2 separate regions of the Sus scrofa genome follow, and region 2 is linked to region 1. A link is a contact called in public promoter capture Hi-C data. All regions are on one chromosome and are shown on one strand. Each heading gives the region's core, a stretch centred on a gene start, on an enhancer-like site or on the middle of the called end of the contact. The rest is flanking DNA. Distances are from core to core; before and after follow the strand shown.

Evidence for each region. Promoter capture Hi-C pulls out the DNA fragments that hold promoters and counts their contacts.
Region 2: a contact with region 1 is called in a promoter capture Hi-C map of fetal liver, with 2.0 times the contacts expected there. The contact joins the promoter of AFTPH here to the promoter of SERTAD2 in region 1. A contact is called at or near these places in 1 of 5 promoter capture datasets (fetal liver), 7 of 47 Hi-C or Micro-C datasets (embryonic fibroblasts, fetal heart ventricle, heart right ventricle and 3 more) and 2 of 2 datasets of contacts at active chromatin or transcription factors (alveolar macrophages and skeletal muscle).

The regions. Positions count from the first base shown.
Region 1 is chr3:77,190,891-77,194,839 of Sscrofa11.1, reverse strand. SERTAD2 (SERTA domain-containing protein 2) reads right to left here and starts at 2,270. Exons shown (of 2, transcript XM_005662514.3): 1 at 1,558-2,270. LOC102160963 (a long non-coding RNA gene) reads left to right here and starts at 2,525. Exons shown (of 4, transcript XR_002342636.1): 1 at 2,525-3,112.
Region 2 is chr3:77,420,925-77,424,873 of Sscrofa11.1, reverse strand. AFTPH (aftiphilin) reads left to right here and starts at 2,020. Exons shown (of 10, transcript XM_021087452.1): 1 at 2,020-2,915.

The DNA.
Region 1 (3,949 bases), core at 1,021-3,520:
TGCCTCTTCTTAACCACTACAGCAGCCACCCTCTCAGTGGATGATGGGGGGGGAGTGGCTAACACGAAGTACTCTGTGACTTGTGCTCCCAGAAAAGTCATCCCTCCAATTTACAGGAGAAAATTTGCACAGGCTATGTGTGTGAAACTTGCCTAAGATCAGTCAGCCATCCAGGGAGGGTGGTTAGATTCAAACTCAGGCAGCATGGCTCCCCTGTGCTATGAGGCCTCTCAATAATTCAGTCTTACACTCATGAAAAAGGCCACATGATTAAATGTATTAGATAATTAAAAAGGTTTTGTATAAGTCTTCCCAAAACATTGCAAGGTTTGGGGGCTTATGACAAGAATCTCCTTATGATAGCATTTACATTTGAGTCAACTTCACCACTTTGGGCTGATCATAAACACATCTCTCCTCTTTAAAAAGAAATTTCCGTAGAAACTTGGCAGATTTCAGTATAGGAACAGTCTATTCTTTACAATTAAATTTAGCAACAACTTATTCTGGTTAGTCTGAAAGAGAAGGAGAGAATGAACTACTAAGAGGCCTTTCCTGTACTTTAATATTTCAAAACATGTTTGGGTTGGCTTAATTTGAATCTTGTGGACAACTATACCAGAACATGATTCAAAAAGAGTAATAATTTAAATAGGCTGAATTCTCAAAAGTGACCTCAGAAGGCGAATCAGAGTTAACTATTCCTCATGACTTTTACCTCAAATTAATATTAAAGATGCATAGGGTGAAATTCTCATAAAGCATATATGGGCAAGTATGCGTACCTTTGAACAGCCAACAACCAAGAAACCAAATTAAAATTTTGTTCAAGAGTAATCAAGTATATAAAAGAGGGATATCAAAAGGAAAAAAATCCCTATTTGCCCTTAACACACCCCACTGTGCCTGGTGACCAAGAAATACAAAATTCTGTGTTTTAATTTCTTGCTGGAATAAAGGTGAGCTAAAGACGAAGTGTCAAGCTAGATTTCCATCTTACCTTGCATTCCTCCAACAGGTTCAAAGACTTCATAACCTGTACTTCAGTTAATACTGAATCCATATTCTTTTCAAAAGGGGACCTACCACACTAGTCTAAAAATACAAAGCTATGCCACTAGGCAACCTATCTTCTCTTGGTCCACACATTCAAATTACAAATACCTTTTGCTTTGCCTTTATTGACTAAAAGTTTTAACTTTGATTTGGAGGAAAACGTACTCATTAGCTGTTTTACACTTTTTGGCAGGTCACGGTCTATCAGATCAAATCGCTATGACCGCTCACTAAGAAAGCATACCATTGCCGCTCATTTTATAAGCGTTATAATACCCCGATGGTAGAAGTCTGGCAATACCTAGAAATACAGCAAGGCTGGTGAATAAGGAGTCGAGGGGCGGGGGGAAAGGGAGCGAGGGAGGGAAGCAGTCGCCACCTCAAATCCACGCCGGACCAGGAACCTCCAGCCCACAGTGTGATCCCTGCCCTCCCCAAAGTGGACCCGCCACATTTTTCCAGATCCACCCTACCCCCTCCCCAACCCAACACGGTACTCACCCTTCTGCGAAGTCGGCACCGGGTCCAGCTCCGAGACGGGTCGGGGTGGCTGCGAGGGAGGGGACGTCTGGACTGTGGGCGGGGGGTGTCGGTGCGTCACTCACGTGCAGGACGGTGAGTTCGAGGGGTGGGAGCGGAGAGGAACTGGGAAATCAAGTCACGGCCGAAAAGGGAGGAGAAGAAACCGGGGAGAGGGTGGACAGCCCCTTCCCTAAAATAAACCCACCGGCCCCTGCGACCCCTTGCCCCTGGGAGAGAAAATAAAATCAGAGGAAATAAAAGACTGACAAATCTCTAAAACGACGAGGAGCGAGGAACAGACTTTAATTTAAAGGGAGGAGATTGATCGAGGGCTGGAGGGGAGACAGAAGTGGCTCTAGGTCTATCCCATGCCTTTGCAGTCCCCAAGCAGAGGAGGAGGCTGGCTGAGGGGAAGTTGCAGCGGCTCCTGAGGAGGAGGCGGAGGAGGCGGAGGAGGAGGTTACACAGTAACAAGTACAGACAGCCATGGATCAGAGGGGCGCTGCGAGCAGGGGCGGCCGCGGCGGGGCGAGCGGCGGCAGTGGCAGCACCGCCTGCTCGGCTCGTTCAAGACATTTAATTGGATTGATGGGTTGTGCAGTGACTCACAGACTTCACAGAGTCGTACAGCAATCCCCGCCCAGCTGGACAGGGGAGATGCGGCGGGGACGGGAGGGGAAAGGGGGCCGTGGAAGAGCAGGGAGGGGAGGAGGCGACTGAGAAGGCGAGGCGTTAGGGAGGCGGGGAGCGGAGTGAAGTCACCCAATAGGGGAGTCCGCCGCGCCGACGGGCGTGGGCGTCGGCCAATGACGGCGCGGCTCGATAGGCGGCTGGCTTCGCCCCTGGCCCAATGAGTCTTCTAAGGACACCGCCGCGAACAGGGCGGGGGAAGTGGAGTTGGGGGTGGGGAGAGGTGGGTGGACGTTGAAGTGGGGGGTGGAGGGAAAGAGGAGGCGCGGGAGACCGGCGGAGTCACTCTGCTCTCCTCGCTCCCGAAGTGAGCCTTCTACCAATCCGAGGGCCGCCTGGGGGTGATGGACGCAAATGTGTGACCAATGAGGAGGAGAAGGTGTCCGCCGCGAGCCAGAGGGGAAGGAGTGGGCGGGTCATTGCTCTCCTCTCCCTCCCGCGCCGGGGTCCTCCCTCCCGCCTGGTTCGGGTCAGTCACGCAAATGACAGTGTGAGGGCTGGGGCAGTGCCGGGGTGGGGAGGGGCCGCGCTGCTGGCGGCGTGACAGCAATAGCGACTGGCTGTGCTTCCGACTCCGCGCCGGCAGGAGGAGGTGACGGCGGAGGTTGGCTCCTTACTGAGCGTGCAGGCTGCCGCTGCTGCTTCTGCTGTACCCCTCCTGCTCAGTCTCTGCCTCGAGCTGCCCGGGAGCCCCTACCGCCAAACCCCACCCCTGAGAGGCAGACAGATTTGGAGTGAATCAGGTCAAAACTTTGCCCCACGTCTGTGCAGTGCCCACTCTTGAAGACAGCTCCGTGTGATGTTCTGGGAGCTGAGGGAGCTGGACGCCAGAGACTTGGCAATGGTATTTGCCTCCTTGTTTGCCTGTTTTCTGGGGAAGTCAGGGAAGGGTGTGGACAGGTTGAAACAGCTCCTAAATACATACCATTTCTTTATTGAGTTTCTAGCAGAGGCACTTCTTAAACTGGCACGAGCGAAGCTGTACGGGCTTTGTCGTTTGTTTTCTTCATACATGTACGAGTACATATTAGCTTCCTCCAGCCCTTCCTCTTCCACCACTCTTCCACTTTCCTACCCACTCTCCTCGCCTGGTACCCTGACAAAAACTAAGGCGCGCTTACTGCTAGATCTTCTGGCTGCCCATTCCCAATGGCTTTTTCTCAATTTCTTGCCTACTGTCTAGCAGCCATTCTACAAACCTTAACGCTTTCCACATACTTGTACTTGCAAGTAATTGCAATCACTAATAAACCTGAATAGAGATGCCCTCAGTAGCAAAAACACTGGCAGAAATCCATCTTCTTTCCCACAAGATGCATTTCTGCAGGTTATTTGAAATTTATTAGCTTCCTATCAAGAAACTAAGGAAAGGCAAACCACATATCACATCCCTAGAAAAAAAAAGATTTTCAAATCCAAATACTCCATATCCATTTTCCATAGCCAAGTCACCTAGAGAGACCTAGGGTTGATTTATGATCTTGACATGAGGAAGATCTTTTTTTTTCCCATAATTATAAGATTAAAACATACAGTGGTCTGGAATTCAGAGGAGAGATAATAAGTGAACATGCAGGCTTACTGTAGTCGTGTAGAGGCTTTCCTTGATTATTATCATTTTAGAGTGTGAATCCTTCCCCTAAGCCCTAATTGTGACACTCAGCCTGACACCTCTTACCTC
Region 2 (3,949 bases), core at 771-3,270, 230 kb before region 1:
GTTGCAGGTTCCATCCCCGGCCTTGCCCAGTGGGTTGGGGATCTGGCATTGCTGTGAGCTGTGGTGTGAGTCACAGACGCGGCTTGAATCTGGCGTTGCTGTGACTCTGGCGTGGGCCAGTGTCTACAGCTCCAATTAGACCCCTAGCCTGGGAATCTCCATATGCCACAGGAGTGGCTCAAGAAAAGGCAAAAAAAAAAAAAAAAGAAGACTGAGCTCCAGAGAGGTTAAGTAATTTACACAAAATCATAGTGATAACAGAGCTTGTTAGCCGACCCAGGTCTATGTATTGCTTTTCCAGAACATCACATAGGTGGAGTTTTGTGCTTTTTTTTGTTGATTTCTTATACAGTGTGAGGTAAGTTTCTTTCAACTTTTAGTCCACAAGGTATAACTCAATCTTTTTTCTTTTAATTATTATCCACTGCTGGTGAGAAGGCAGTTAAATTGGGATATTCTGTATTTCTGGTGGTGGTATAAATTGGTATAAGATTTTGGAAAATGAGATAAAGTGCCAATAAAACATTTACAGCCTTTTGGCTCAATCATTTTTATATTGACTGAGAGTTCCCTGGTGGCTCAGCGGGTTAAGCAGGCTAAGGCTGTAACTGCTGTGGCTCTGATCACTGCTGTAGTGTGGATTCGATCCCTGGGTCAGGAACTTCGCCTGCCATGGGCACAACCAAAAAAAATCATTTTTATATACAGAAAAAACTCATAAAATTAGACAAAGCCACAACACAAAATGTACATCAGCACAGTATTATTTGTAATTGTGGAAAATACCCACATATAGGATAATGGATAAATCACAGTATGTCTGCTCCATTGAATATTATGTATGCAATGAAAATCAAAGTTTTATGAAATGTTAAGTAATCAGGATGAAATGCTTACAACATAATATTAAGTGAAAAAAGGATACAAAATTGGCTTACATTATGATTACAACTTTGTAAAAAGTCTGCACAGGAGAAAAAACTAAGATTTAATTTTTCTTTTCTTGATACAAAATCTTAAGTAATGTAGTTAAGGTCGTATTTTTTAAAAGTAAAGAAAAACAATACTACCACTGGATCCAAATGCAATGAATTTTAATAAGTATTTTCCCCCAGATTCATCATCTTAAAAACTTTCAGAGATGCTTTCTTTTTGTAGTACCATTTCATAAGCATTGGAATGCTGTCTTCAGAATTATGTGTAAGATTACAAATTACAAGTTGGGTGGTTGCTGACCAAAGAGTGACTTAATGACTCAACTTCATAAATTTCTGAATTGTTGTCCTTAAGTGAATAAAATAGGCTTCTGCAGTTACCTGAAAAAAAAAAAACACTTTTTAATCATGTTATGCATAAAATTAGGGGAATATTATTCTGAAAGCACAGTTTTTTTTAATGTTTTTATGTTTAAATTTATTATTTCAGTTTTAACATATTCTCGATGTAGGGTCTGCCTTAGGATTTTGTCATATGTTCTTATTCTGATATGTCTGTTTAGTAGAGCTATCAAATTAGGACAAGCATGTGTTCCTCTAAAATCAATTTACTTCCAGTGTACACACACACACACACACACACACACACACTTTTGTTTCTTTCCTTCCTGGTCAAAATAAACATTTATAGCGATATATTTATAAGCTTATATTTATAAATACAATATTTAAGGTTTATATTTTTAAGCTTGCAATGAGCCAAGCCAGCAGGGGGCGAAATACAATAAGAATAAATTTGACAAGCCATATAGATATTTTTCTTGCTTTAGTGACTGAGCAATAACAAAAAATCCAGCACCGCCACAAAGCAATTGGTATTCTAATTTTAAGTGCTGCAGTCTGCGTATATCTTACAGCGATTGAGTTGTATAGAGACAAAAGCAGGTCTATTTCAGTGCTCCAAGTTAATTTGTCTAGAACATTGCAGAGGCGGGATAAACTGTGATGAACTGCTTTTGTCCCTATCTTCCCCTGATTTGTATAATTCCTCCACTCAAAGAAGGTGGACGCTTCTCTGTGGCTGAGAGGGTGTTTTCTATCCTTGTTTTCTTTGCGTAACTGCTGAGCTTTGCTGTATTGGAATTGTTTTAAATTATTCAAATTGCTGGTGTAGGTTTGGCAAAAGTGAGCAGAATAAGCACTTCGGAAGGGCTCATGATTGCGGGATAGGACCTCGGCCTCATCATTCCCGATGGTAACAATAATCTGTGCAGCCTTGCAGTCTTGTTTTTACAGTGGCCGGAATTCTAACAGAAATTCGTTATAGATGAAAGGGAAAGGTTATAAAAAATGCAAATGATCAAGACTGATGATGGAAAAATGTTACGACCTCTGTTAAAGAAATGCGGGAGTTGATTGATTTCTTTATAGTTTCATCGAATAGTCTCTCGCAGCATCTATGAAAAACGACCACCGTCTCTATCCGTTAGCAAAATCCTCCAATTTTATTTGTTTTTGTTGGTCTCAAAGACGATTTGTCAGTTCGGCGGCTGCTTTTCCTCTTGCTTCTCATTTTGATTTACCTCTTCTTTGTTATACATCAGCTTCCTTTTCTGTCAGCTTAAATTAAAAAGAGGAAGGAACTCTGAACGAAAAAGTCGTTTTTCGGGGCGAAAAGGGCAAGCTGATAAGTGCTCTCCAGCAGATTTTGGTGAAGAAAATAAAGTTCCGTATTTTAAAACCCTCGCAATTTTCCTTGCAGAGCAAGAGACTTAACTCGGTCCTGAGCTGAACGTTGACTTTTAGCCGGCTAAGGAGCACCTGTCCCTCGCCGGGAGCGCAGCCTTAGGAGCGGCGGAGTGCAGGAGGGCGTCTTTCCCCCCACCCACCTCGATGACTCACAAGGAAGTCAAGGAAAAGGGCAGCTTGCCCGCACCCAAAATGGCGGCCGGCGCTCTGCTCGACGGCGCCTGCGCAGGGGTAAGCGTTCTGTGACACTGATTCCCCCCAAGTGTTCTCCCCCCAACCCCCCAGTACCCACCAGCGCCCGGCCCCGACCTAGCCACCTGCGCCCGGAAGTGACGTGTCGGCGGCAGCGGTTCCCCCGCTGCATGATGGGAGAGTGTGTGGAGTGGGCGGGGGGTCTCCGCGGAGGAGGAGGTGGAGGCGGCGGCGGCGGCGGAAGAGGGCGGAGGGTAATGGGATGGGGGTCTCGCGGCAGCGCTGAAACTCCGGGTGGGCGTCCATGGCGCTGCTTCGATGACAGGGCTGTGAGCAGCCTGCCTTCCGCTTTCACCAGCTCCGCGTCGGAATAGCCGGTCCTTCCCCGGGGAGCTAGTTCCTCCCCGGGCCCCTGAGCCATGCCCATCGCAGCCGCCCCGGACGAGCCAGGTAAGCGCCACCGCTCCGCTCCCCCATCGCGCGGGGGAAAGAGGATGGGGAAGCCGGCCCAGCCCGCCGGCTGGACCCTCGCCCGGCCCGGGGGCACCTGCCTGTCGCGGAGCCGGGGGCTGCGGGGACGGTGCCGGCTCTGCGGGCCTGCGGGCTCCGGGCTCGGGCTCTGTCCTTTTCCGCGGCGGGTGCGGGGACGCCGGCGGCGGCGCGGAAGCGCACGGCCCCCTTCTCGCCATCCCGGGCATCGGCCAGGAAAGTGAGAGCCCTTCCCACGTCCCCGGCTGCCGGCGGCTCGCCCTGCCCCTCCACTTCCACCTGCCCTGAGCTCTGCGCCGGCCGCTCCCTCCCGGGAGCTTGTGGAGAAGTTTGGGGCTTTGCTCCGGCTTCCTCCTTCTCCCTCCCCCTCCCTCGTGACAGGTGTAAACACTGCCTGCTTCGCCCAGGCCTGAGGCCGGCCGCGATCAGAGTCTGCTGCTTCGCAGGGTCTCTAAAGCAAGCGGCTTTCGAATCCTCCAACAGGCAGAGGAGACGGCACCCAAACTCATGCATCCCATCCTGAGAGGACCTTTTCTGTTCCTTTCTTGCACTCTTCAAGAAATCGTCTGCGTCCCCTCCCCAGA